Linked DNA regions of Mus musculus: region 1 is linked to region 2. Evidence: chromatin contacts called from public HiChIP or PLAC-seq data. All regions are on one chromosome and are shown on one strand. Each heading gives the region's core, a stretch centred on a gene start, on an enhancer-like site or on the middle of the called end of the contact. The rest is flanking DNA. Distances are from core to core; before and after follow the strand shown.

Evidence for each region. HiChIP or PLAC-seq counts read pairs in DNA pulled down with a chosen protein or histone mark.
Region 1: a contact with region 2 is called in an H3K4me3 HiChIP or PLAC-seq map of embryonic forebrain, with 6 times the contacts expected there. The contact joins the promoter of Dmrta2 here to the enhancer-like site in region 2. A contact is called at or near these places in 13 of 39 promoter capture datasets (the 3T3-L1 cell line, 3T3-L1-derived adipocytes, the C10 cell line and 7 more), 1 of 484 Hi-C or Micro-C datasets (CD4 T cells), 8 of 115 datasets of contacts at active chromatin or transcription factors (bone marrow-derived macrophages, craniofacial prominence, embryonic basal ganglia and 5 more) and 3 of 9 other capture datasets (adipose tissue, liver and macrophages).

Annotation. Positions count from the first base shown.
Region 1 is chr4:109,976,772-109,982,926 of GRCm38.p6, forward strand. Dmrta2 (doublesex and mab-3 related transcription factor like family A2) reads left to right here and starts at 1,254. Exons shown (of 3, transcript NM_172296.2): 1 at 1,254-1,565; 2 at 3,084-3,638; 3 at 4,834-6,155. The coding sequence starts at 3,092. The coding sequence ends at 5,882. It overlaps Dmrta2os (a long non-coding RNA gene), which reads right to left and starts at 2,841. Exons shown (of 4, transcript XR_868017.3): 1 at 2,167-2,841; 2 at 571-2,015; 3 at 156-342.
Region 2 is chr4:109,786,347-109,792,083 of GRCm38.p6, forward strand. The region is part of intron 7 of Faf1 (Fas-associated factor 1); the gene reads left to right. Among named protein-coding and RNA genes, the nearest start is that of Faf1, 110 kb to the left of the region's middle. Within about 2 kb of position 3,440, at least 6 of the 459 cell types and tissues checked have an H3K27ac peak or open chromatin away from gene starts, as enhancers often do. A contact at or near this core is called in embryonic forebrain and forebrain, where this site is marked.

The sequences.
Region 1 (6,155 bases), core at 4-2,503, 190 kb after region 2:
GAAGGAGAAAAGTAGAAAGCAAAAATGAGAGTAACAGAATGTTAGCCTCAAAGGCAAAGGAAAAGTCCGAGCTGGAGGGTGACACAGTCCAAGGATTTAAACATCAGTAACAGATGGGAATAACTAGGAAGAGATACAAAATTCGAACTTGTTACCTCCTCCGCAGACCCAAGGGGGTTCTCGGGCCGTGACGTCAGCACGGGTCGAGGAAGGCCAAGTCAAAGCAGGTCCAGTGCCCTCGCCCCCTGCGGAAGTCTTGTGGGCTGATGGGTCTGACCGTCTGGCCGGTTCCTCCAGCCTCCAGAGGATCTGGGGAGTCGCAAAGGCGGCTTTTTACTTTGGCTTTAAAAAAAAAAAGTTACAAGTAAACTTTGTTAATTTCAAACAGCCACAAAAAGAATTCCACAAAAAAGGGCAGCAAGATGCAAAGAAATTCGGAAAGGCAAGGAGGGCACAGGGGGCCGAGGGAAAGGGCAGGGGCGCAGGGAGAGGAGAAGCTGCAGCGCTTGGACCCACGTTCCTCCCGGGGCTCCTAGCTTGAAAACACAAATCCTTACAAATCGCACTTACCACTCCGTGACGCCCACGGTGTCAGGACTTTGCAAACGAAGAAACTAAGCATTAAAGGTGATAGAGGGCGGGGGAAGGGAGCAAACCGGCTCTCAACTACCTCGGAGCCCGTCGGACGTGGAAGCACACGGTCACGGTCAGAAGGAAGCCAGCAAAAACCATCTTGGCAAGTCTGCGGTGAACGCCCTCCCTCCCCCACCCCGGCACCCGGGTTCCACTCCCACTTCGACAGCGGTAATTGAATTGTCACCTGCTCCTGTCCCGCCCCAGGCCTCCGGGGCCACTTGGGAAGCTAGGCCTTGCCAAGCGCCCCGGGCCAAGGGAGAGTGGCTCAGTGGAGCCGGAGCCCCAGGAGTAGAGGGGTTACACACGTCTACGCGGAGAGGCGCACCGGACACGGTAATTAGGAGCAATTCACACGCTCTCGGGCGCACGGAAACTTCTTGTCACGACATTTGCAACGCTCCTCCTCGCGCACTCCTTCCCTGGCGCCCCCTCCCATCCCGCAGGCACTCAGCAGAGCGTGCGGAGTTTCGAATCTTTCGGACACTGTAGAATGAGGGGCTCCCCGGGCGCGGGCCCGGCCAATCAGAGCGCCGACTGTCTCCCCTGGCCAATGGCAGGCGCCACATTGTTGTCCAATTCTGTCTAATGGAGCCCTGAGGAGCAACAATAGAGCGGGCGAGCGGCTCATTGAGAGCTGGCAGCGCCGGACTACCCGGCCCGGGGCGAGCGCAGCGTCCGGAGCGCACCGAGGGGACGCCGGTTGCAACCAGCCCGCCCTCGGCCAGGCCCCCGGCCCCGAGGCCCCTCCGGGGTGTTGGACTGCTGTGTTCCTAGAGGGGTCCGGAAGTTCGGACATGGTGGCTGAAGGAGGGTGACGTGGTCAGAGAAGGGGCCGGGGGCAGAGGGACGAGGCCAAGAGAGCCGAGGCGCGAGCCGAGCTGGGCGACGCGTGCTGCGCCAACAGAGGAGGAGCCCGGAGCTCGAGGCAGGTAGGGGAGGGCCGGCAGCCGAGCAGGGGAGGCGACCGGGTCGGTGGCCCCCGAGGGCGAGGCCCAGGCCCTGCCGGGCCTTGGGCATTGAGTGCTTGAGGGTCTGGGGGAAGAGGCCTCGGAGCACACGGTGCTCTGGGATTCCCAGACCCGGACCCCAGGAGCGGCTCCCGGCTCTGGCGGGGACCCGGGCTGCGTGGCGGGGAGTGGAGGCCGCGGCGGAAGCCAGGAGCAGGGCCTGCTGGGCCTTCTGCGGCTGCGGCGCAGGTGAGACTCTCGGGTCCCTTCAGGGTCAGTTTTGGAGGCGACTTCCTGGCCTCCTTTGAGGCCTGCTGGATTGTGCAAGTCCCAGAACCCTGGTCTGAGACCAACACTCTGGAACCTGCGCACAAGCGGGGTCCCAAGAGGTCCCAGGATGAGGAGGGCGTGTCTGAGGACTCAGTTCCTAAACTGGGAGGGGTGGGGGTTGGGTAAGAGGCATTGAGCAAAAGGACTCTGGCTCCTGCAAAGTCTAACTTTTCTGAAGATGTGCTTTCCTCTGACTACTCCAGACTAAAAGTCTAACCCCCAAGCCACAGGTTTCACCCTATCCCCGCCCTACCTTTTGCTGGAGATTTTTTTCCTAAGCAGCGCTGTCCCTCTCGGTGGACCTCAGTCCGGGTCGCCTTGTCAGCTGTTTCTGGACGTTTTTCTTGTTATTCAACTAATCTTTGAGCTAGGGTGGCCAGTCCAAAGAAAGTTTCTTCCGATGGCTTTTCTCTCTTCTCAGCTCTCCTACACTCAGTTCTGTGGAATAGAACTAACCCTTTAGAGGCTCAGACCACAGTATTTGCAGAATTCTTTTGGCTGTGATCCCAGGGCCATAAGCCGAACTTTGCCTCCAAGTTTTGTCTTCTAGTTCTTACCCTACTTCTAACAGGAAAAAATTCTTCAGTTCCTTTTTGCTCGAATTCCTCTGCTTCCACATTGAAAGCTACAATTAAGACCCCAGCCCAACCTGTTCACCTCCTCACCCCGCCTGCACATTTCTCTCCTCTTCACCTGTCCACCAAACGGGATCATTTTGCTCCTTTTTTTTTTTTTTTCTTGCTTTGCCTTTGACATCCGCTTGTTGGTCCCAAGTTTTCTCTGTAATCTGAGTCCCTTTCAGGCAAATATTTCTCTTTTCTCGACTCACCCCAATTAACCTAAGCTTTGGGCATAATATTTTCTTTCCAAATCCTCTTTACATTCAACTGCACCAATGACTTCCAAACGTTGTCTTGTTTTTTTCCCCTTGGCGGAACTACTGATTCAAACGAAATCTTACACGTGTAGTCAGATATAAGAGGTCAGTGGTGGGGGTGGGGGCGTACTTGTTTACAGGGAGCTTCCAGTTCGTTTCCCCAGCAGTTTGACAGCCACAAGTTTAGTTAAACTTGTACAACCAAAGTTTCCCAAAATGGGTTTCTGCAGGCCGTGCTTAAGCCTAGTGACTGTATTACCCTGACTCAGGTATCCCCACTTTCCCCACGCTAGGTCCAGCCATGGAGCTGCGCTCGGAGCTGCCCAGCGTGCCCGGTGCGGCGACAGCAGCAGCGACAGCGACGGGACCACCCGTGGCATCGGTGGCGTCGGTGGCTGCGGCGGCAGCTGCCGCAGCATCGCTACCAGTGAGCGTGGCCGGAGGCTTGCTGCGGGCGCCGCCGCTGCTGTTGAGGGCAGCGGAGAAGTACCCGCGGACCCCCAAGTGCGCGCGCTGCCGCAACCACGGAGTGGTGTCCGCGCTCAAGGGCCACAAGCGCTACTGCCGCTGGAAGGACTGCCTGTGCGCCAAGTGTACGCTCATCGCCGAGCGCCAGCGCGTCATGGCGGCTCAGGTGGCCTTGCGCAGGCAGCAGGCGCAGGAGGAGAACGAGGCGCGCGAGTTGCAATTGCTGTACGGCACTGCCGAGGGCCTGGCGCTGGCCGCCGCCAACGGCATCATCCCCCCGCGGCCTGCCTACGAAGTCTTTGGCTCGGTTTGCGCCACCGACGGCGGGGGTCCTGGAGCTGGAGCGCCCGCGGGGAGTGCAGGGGGCGCAGGGGGCGCAGGTGAGAGCACGGTCACACTGGGGGTGGGGTGGGGTCTGGAAGGAGGAGCCCAGGGGACACAGGGCTGGTGCGCGAGGCCTAGTGGCTTGTTCCTTCCCTGACAAAGTGCAGCTCCCTTCCCTAGATGCTCCAACTACTTAACTGTGGCTCTCCACCCACTCATAAACTCTCTGCCCTGCCTGCAGTTTTTATACTTTCTTCCTCGCCCTCACCCCAGGCCCCAAGGCAACACTTTAGCCTTACTCTTGTTAGGGGGCAGGTCCTTAGTTACTGCCCAACTCATTTAGCTGGGCCTTCTCCCCTGGCAGCCCGGAAGCCGCCCATCTGTTCTGCTCTGAGCTTCTTACAGGCCACCACTCTCTTTTCTTCCCAACTCTTCTGAAAAGACCCTGGCAATCCTTCTAATCCGCACTACTTCCCTAAGTACTGGAGACGCCCTCTTTCGTTTCTCAGCAAGATTCCTTTCCTCCAGTTCCTAAGGCATTTCTGACAAAACATTCTCTGCGTTCCCCTCGCTCTGGCTCCGTTTCTCTCTCAGGCACGCCGGGTTTCTCATAGTTGGCACTTTTTTTGCTCTTTCTCGGGTCCCTTTCCCTTGCTCTGTCTACTCTACTTTTTTGACTCGAAGGTGAGGGAGGCAGTTGGGCAATGGGACGGTCCCGGCTCTCAGACTCTTTGGAAGAAGGACATTTCTTAGGAGTTTTGAAAAATGTGGTCAAGAAATAGGATGTAATTTATTTTGTCTGTAGAGAGGCTAAGGACCTAGTCCCCTAAGGATCCCTCTCTCCAGGTTGAAGTGCCTAAGGCTCTGGCAACCTGAGTGAGTAGTGTCTTCCACATACTCTGAGGTATAGGTAGAAGTTCTGTTTGCTCGGATTGGAATCTTGACAAAGCCACTTCTCTAGGGCGGGGTGAGATGGGAAGGGAGTGGAGGTGTTAGGGCACAAGTGTAGGAAGAGCTTACTGAACATCAAGTTTTCAGGGTGTCAGGTCGGGGTGGGGGTGTCTGGGCACAGAAGAAGCGTGAGCCTAGGAGGAGGGGGAGAGCTGTAGGATCTTTGGGAAGAGGTAAAAATAAAACCAGAGCCCTGTCAAGAATAGTTGGGAGGTGGAGAGGAACAAGAGGAAACTGGCATTCAAAAGGGTCCAGTGTTCTTAACCTCTCCTCACATCTCCGTCTTTTCCCTCCTCTCAGAGGCCAAATTGCAGAAGTTTGATCTGTTTCCCAAGACGCTGCTTCAGGCCGGCCGCCCCGACAGTCCGCAGCCGCCGCCAGGGAAGCCCTTGTCGCCCGACGGCGCGGACTCAGGTCCCCGGACCTCGTCCCCGGAGGTGCGGCCCGGCTCAGGCTCGGAGAACGGAGACGGCGAGTCCTTTTCCGGGTCGCCTCTGGCCCGGGCCTCCAAGGAGGCGGGTGGCAGCTGTCCTGGGAGCGCGGGCGCCGGCGGTGGCGGCGAGGAGGACAGCCCCGGCTCCTCCAGCCCCCTGGGTTCCGAATCGGGTTCGGAGGCTGACAAAGAAGAAGCCGAGGCCGCACCGACTCCGGGGCTGGGCGGCGGGCCGGGGCCGCGGCAGCGGACGCCGCTGGACATCTTGACGCGCGTCTTCCCGGGCCACCGGAGAGGCGTCCTGGAGCTGGTGCTGCAGGGCTGTGGCGGCGACGTGGTGCAGGCCATCGAGCAGGTGCTCAACCACCACCGCGGAGGCCTGGCGGCTGGCCTGGGCCCCGCCGCACCGCTGGAGAAGGCCGCGGTGAGCGCGGCGGTGGAGGACGCGTGGCCCGGGCGCGTGGAGGCCGCAGCCGCCGGGGGAGCCGGGTTGCCCGCTCCGCTGCAGACCGGGCCCACCGCGCCCCCGCACCACAGACCCTTGCTGGCCGGGGCCATGACGCCCGGCGCGCTGGGCTCGCTCAGCAGCCGCTCCGCCTTCTCGCCACTGCAGCCCAATGCCAGCCACTTCGGCGCCGACGCGGGCGCCTACCCTCTGGGTGCGCCGCTCGGCCTGAGCCCCCTGCGCCTGGCCTACTCGGCGGCGGCGGCCCACAGCCGCGGCCTGGCCTTCATGGCGCCCTACTCCACGGCCGGCCTGGTGCCCACACTCGGTTTTCGGCCGCCCATGGACTACGCCTTCAGCGACCTCATGCGCGACCGCTCGGCCGCTGCCGCCGCTGCGGTGCACAAGGAGCCCGGCTACGGGGGCGGGCTGTACGGGCCCATGGTCAACGGCACCCCTGAGAAGCAGTAGGGTATGGGGCCAGGCAGCCCGGCCACCCCGAAACAGCGACCTAGCCTGCTCCCCCAGCTGCAGGCCCCTCCTCGCCCTGCCCTGCGCCCTCCGCTCACAGTTGGCTTTAGGGACTTGCTTGGGTGGGTGGGTGGGAGCACCTCGGCTGACCGCGCAGGTGTCCCCAGAGGAGCCCTGTGGTCTGGGTGCTCGCCCCGCTTCGGGTCACCTTCCCCCGGGCCTGCCCGCCTTGTTGTCAAGAGGCTGGGGATCCCTAAGAACCCCGAGGGCGAC
Region 2 (5,737 bases), core at 2,190-4,689:
TTGTTTTTTATTTCATTTTTTTAACTAAATAAGTTTTATTAGAATTGTTTGCAGGACCAAGTGTTTTATAACAGTGGCTACACCCTAGAAGATGTCTGAGGGAGGGCTTAGGGGCTTTGATCTCTCCCCTCCATGATAGTGTGTGTTGTCAGTCCCAATCCTGAGATCTTAAGTAGGCAATCAACTGCTCTGAGTGCAAGTGCTGCAGCTCTGCCATGCTCACAAGGCAGCCTTCCATGCCTAATTTTGTGGCTCTTATATTTTTCTACCCTTACTTCCATAATGTTTTCTGAGCTTTTGAAGGAGATGATGTAGATGCCCTATTTATGGTTATAGTCTCTAATTTTCAACATTTTATAAGTTAGTAATATTATCTGCTATTATTAGGATGTAGTAAAAGGGCAAATAATAATAAACATTAAAAAAAAAAATCAAGATGCAGTCTGCTGAGTGCACCTGGCAGTACAGAAGCACCAGAGAGCACAGGAAAACAAATAGACCTGGTGAGGTTTTAATGTAACTTCCTGGTAGAAAAAGATAACAGTTTTAATAGCCTTTGGGATATGCTTTGCAGGCCCTGCTTGAATGTACTAAAACTTGGTCGTTGAATTTGATGCAGGCTTGCTCTCTTTCTTCAGTGTCAGGTGTGTGTGTGTGTGTGTGTGTGTGTGTGTGTGTGTGTGTGTGTGTGTGTGTGTGTGTGTGTAAAAGTGCTGGAATCTCACAGCCACACAAAATGTTCACCAACTGAGTTCTAGTTCAGTCACTGGGTTCTAGTCTTTTGAATTCAAAGAATGAAACTTCTAGACCCTAGAAAGCCAAGTATTAGAAATTTCATTATAGAAAGCTCAGTTTCTCTGATGTAGCAGAAGCAAGACCATTAAGCTGCTGTATGACTTTGTTAGGGCTATTGGCTGATTAGTCAAGCACAAGAAGGTAGACAGGCCTGCTGGCTCATCCTCAAGGTGTCCAGGAACTCTTAGTTTAGGTCAAGTCTTCATGTAGTTTCCAGGAAAGGATGCTCATTTCAGGAAAGAGATAGCACAGAAGCAGAACTCTCTTCTGACACTCCAGACCTCTGGCAGGGACCAAGGACATTTCTGTCATCCTTATCTCCTCTTTCAGAATGGCCACTTTTATTGTTCCATACTTCATTTATTTAGCTAACATACTGCTGGATATGAGATTGTACTATTTTAATGTTTTATGGACAGGGCTATAGTGGATTTGTTTGTAGCTAAATATCTGGTAGTATGAATGGTATCCTTGAGATTAACTAGTGCATTGCTTCTGATACATTTTCTTTTACCTTCAGAAGTTCAAACTTGGAACATTTCTGACTTAGAAGTACTTTGCTTTCTGGTTCATGAAGAATCTTTTGTCTTGTGTTCTTTTTTATTGTCCTCTGTTCTCCTGGGGATCTGATCCTGAGCGTTGACTGTGCTGGACACATGCTCTATCACTAGTGGACTAATAGATAAACTGAACCAATGGGAATAAAATATAAACTGGGCTTTACAGGGTGAATGCTGTCTAACATGAGACTCTTAAAAATGTTCGTGGCAGTTATTTCTGGGTTTTTATTTATTACTTATTTTATTTCCCAATGCCACAAACTCATTAATTTACTTAATTTTGTATGGGGAGGGACTTTTAAGAGCACTTATTAAAGGCCCCGCTGTTTTATTTTTACTACAGGCAGTAAACCAACTATTTTCTTTCATGATATTTATAGTCTATCATGAGCTCCCTATGACAAAAATATAGATTAAAATATTTGTGACTTTCCATAACTTCAGACTTTATTGAAAGAGTGTAAATTTATAAGGTATAAGGATTTTTCAGTGACAGCAGTTTGCCATCTAATCCCACCTACATTCTTAACTGAAACAAAATTTTGGGATTTCTAGAAATTTACTCATTCATAAAAGGGACGGGGTCACTTAAGACTTTGAAGGATTAAGAAATGAGTTAGCTAAAGAGGCATGGCTGCCTGGAGAAGCTTATATATAAAGTTCTGCATCTTATACTTTAGACTGGTAAGAATCACTTTGAAGGCTGCATAGCACTCATCATGCAATGCCCCAGAATGTTCAGCACACTGGAATCACAGGGCTCTGTAATAAGCATTTCTAATTTCTTCCTGCTGATACCACTGCTGCTTTGAGAAGGACTATTGTAGGAAAATCATTGACTACTTCTATTTATAATATCATTATTTGCAACTTCACAATCTTTCTAGAACCTTTTTAGAAATCCAAGGTCCTATTATTTAGTTTTTTTAAACATTTGTGACATTTAGCCTAATTTCTTCTCTATTATGGATTTTCATAGCTCTTTCAGAATTATGATTTGAGAGCTGGGGATGTGACTCAGTCAGTAAAGTGATTGCATGGTGTGTATGAAGCCATGGATTACTTCCATAGCACCACCTAAGTCTGGCGTCTATCTGGTAACAGAGCCAGAAGGATCAGAATGTTTGAAGTTATCCTCTTCTACACAGTGAGTTCAAGGCCAGTTTAGGAAACCAAGAATCAAGAAAAAAAGTGTTTTATCTTTTAATATAGACATAACTTTTAAGTAAAGATATAAATTTATTTTTGTTTGAATCCAGTACTTAGGTTAGTTTGGTGTAAGTATGATATAGCTTTTGCAGTTTTACAGTATTTTTATTCTCATCAGAGTTTAAGTATAATTTCCATGTTACTAGTAGAAATTCTTAATCTTATTTCTGGTAGTTGTTCATGATGGCCAAAATCAAATCCATTTATAATTCTGTGTGTTTAAACTAGATTCTGTACTTGATTCACCTTATTATTACCATCCCAATTCTGATCTCATAAAATATCAGCTGCCCTGTCGTTTTATAAGGAAAGAAGCAAAATTCGTTTTCTAAGTATGGCAGAAGGAAGGTGCAGTTGTGAGACTTAAGAATTCATTTAGAACCAAACGATGTTAAAGTGCAGAATACAGTTGGTTCAAAGCCTGGTTGAAAAGCACTTGAATTTTACAGGCCTCTTCATTGTTTTCTAGAAAGACGGTATTTGAGAAAAAGAAATTCTTGAGTTACTGTTTTTATGAGGAGAAAATTGCTTGGTCTTTTAATGGTTAATGAGAAGAAGTAATAGTTAAACACTTGGAGCATTGATTTCTGATTTGAATTCTCTAACACAGGCCAGCCCTGGGGGAAGGGGGAGAAGCTTGCTAATTAACATTTGATTACTGATGCCACCTTCTCATTCCCCTTGCACCATCCGCTTTCAAACGTTTTTTTTTTTTTGTTGTTGTTGTTGTTGTTCAGGAAGGATTTTTAGCTGGGTTTAACTTGCATCTTAGTAAAACAAATCCATGTGCAACTGCAGTGCATGTACAGTATGTTACAAAGGAGCAAAAGGAAAGGCATTAGATATGTAGTGTGTGCTCAGAGCCCGTTCTGAATCAGAAGTGACTGGTTTCTTAGCTCCACAAGCCTTTCAGGGCACCATGGATGCAGGAGACTGGAACTCAGCCTGGTCTGTGTGCCTTGTTTTCATTTAAAACAGACCACTGCAAACACTTACTTGTTCCATGTAGTTGCAGCTCATAGTTTGATATATTTTAAATTTGGATAAGCTTAGGTTCTACTGTCTCTAGAGGCCTTTTGTTCTAGTAACAGTGGCAGGAAAATCACATGGGTGCCTGTCCTTTCATGATACTGCTTGGAAAGACAATACTGTGTGTTAGTGTTTTAATTCAGAGAATCCAGAACCAATTAAAAGCTGTTTGGAACCCATATCATTTAAATATATTTTCCTAAATTAAAATGTTTAATAACAACTTATGGGCCCAATTTCAAAGATTTTTAATGAAGTGAATTAAAAAATGTTGTAACTGTTAAACAGTGGTCTAGCTAGACTGGGATAACGGATTGTCATCAGTTGAAGGTCTAGTTACTTCAGAAACCAGTATGACAGGCTTTATTTAAAATTAGATCCTATGAGATTTAAAACATCAATTAGGTTTTTGTTAAGGTATAAACAAAGTAAAGACTCAATTTTATTTGTTCAAGAAGAAAAAATGTATTTAAAATGCTTCTATATCTTTATATCTCACCTGAAATAATTTTTATTTTTCTCTTTGATATCTGTTATATTTATTGACTCTACTGCTGTTCTTCCATTTAAGAAAATTAAGGCAAGAGTCTTAGTGTTTGTAAACTTCCTCATTATGGCTTTGTTTTGCATATATTTAGCTCTTTTTCTGCATCCAGGATTAACTACAATATCTTTATGAAACCATAGGATGTTATAGCATTGAAAATCAGAAGTGATCTTTATTCTCTTCTAAGGTTGAGTGAACTAAATCTCGGAAAGGCTCAGCTAGTTTGTGCACAGTAATAGTTCTGGTATTAGAATCAGAACTCCAGGTCTGATTTTCTTATGCCAAAACACATACTTTGATGGCATTTACAATTTCCTGAGAAAAGTTTTGATACTTTTATCAGTATTCAGTTTACAAGCAATTACATTATAACTGATAGTGTTTTCTGCTAAGCTTCATAGGCCTTTTAGTTTTCAGTTGGAATAACTCAGAACAACTCATTTGAGTCTAATCTTAGGTCTAAAACTCAATTTAGCATTCAGTAGGGTATCTTACGTAAGAATTATTCTGTCAGAAATTCTAATGAACTTTTACTCAAAGAAAATCTGTTTGAAATTTTAAGTGAATTTAAAATAAAAGTTGGAGGAAGATGAGTTCTTGGAAAATACACTGAGCATGCTGTGATAAGATGATCCTTCCTCGAGTGCTATATTTAAGTATGTAGATATACATCAGCTATGATAATAAATCAGAAACATATTCTGTACTTTTTCAAATTATTCTGGATTGTATATGTGTTTATATATGTGTGTGTATGTGTATATGTACATATGTATGTATGTATGTGTGTGTGTGTGTGTGTGCGTGTATGTGTGTATGTATCTGAAGCAGTGAGAAAAATTCTCTAAAAAAGTCTAGAGAGCAAATGTGATAAAAAAAAAATCTATGGTGAGTTTATAACTTGCAATTCAAATACAGTATAGTTTGTTTTAATGTTTAGCTGACAACCACAGTATTTATTATAGTCCTTCATAACTAAACGAAACATTTGCATGGGTTAGTAGCTTAAAATCTCATAGATTTAGAGCTTAACACAAAACAAGAATTGAAAAGGTTTTCAATGTTCAGCATGATTTTGAGCCAGTGCTGATCAAAGAAAATGTGTAAGACCAAAAGAAAAAAAAATCCCTTAGGAAATGTTATCCAGTGAAGTGTCACTTGTTCCTACTTAACTGGAATTTAACAGTCTTTAAAGATTGAACTGCATCAGAAATGGGACAGTGGTGTCAGCTGGGAGTCAGCACAGCAGACCTACCTGCATTCATTCTATCTTTCTCAGATCCTCACAATTCATACCAACAGCACACTTTCCCCTCTCTTCCTGTTTCTTTCTCACAGTATCCATCCCCTTTATGCTTTTCCTCATGGCTTTTTCTGTTCTCTCCAGCATCCCTGCTCTCTTTACTTCTTTTCATTTTAGTTTTCCTCCCTCTCTAGGAGAATTGCATCTTTGATCTGTTTCATAGGAACTTCAAATCCATCTGCATCGTTTTATACATAGCTCAAAGACTACTTTTAACAATACAATTACTTTTACACTTTTTTGTGTACCTTTTTTCCTTTACTGCATTGGTGATTTAAACTTTCAATTGGATAC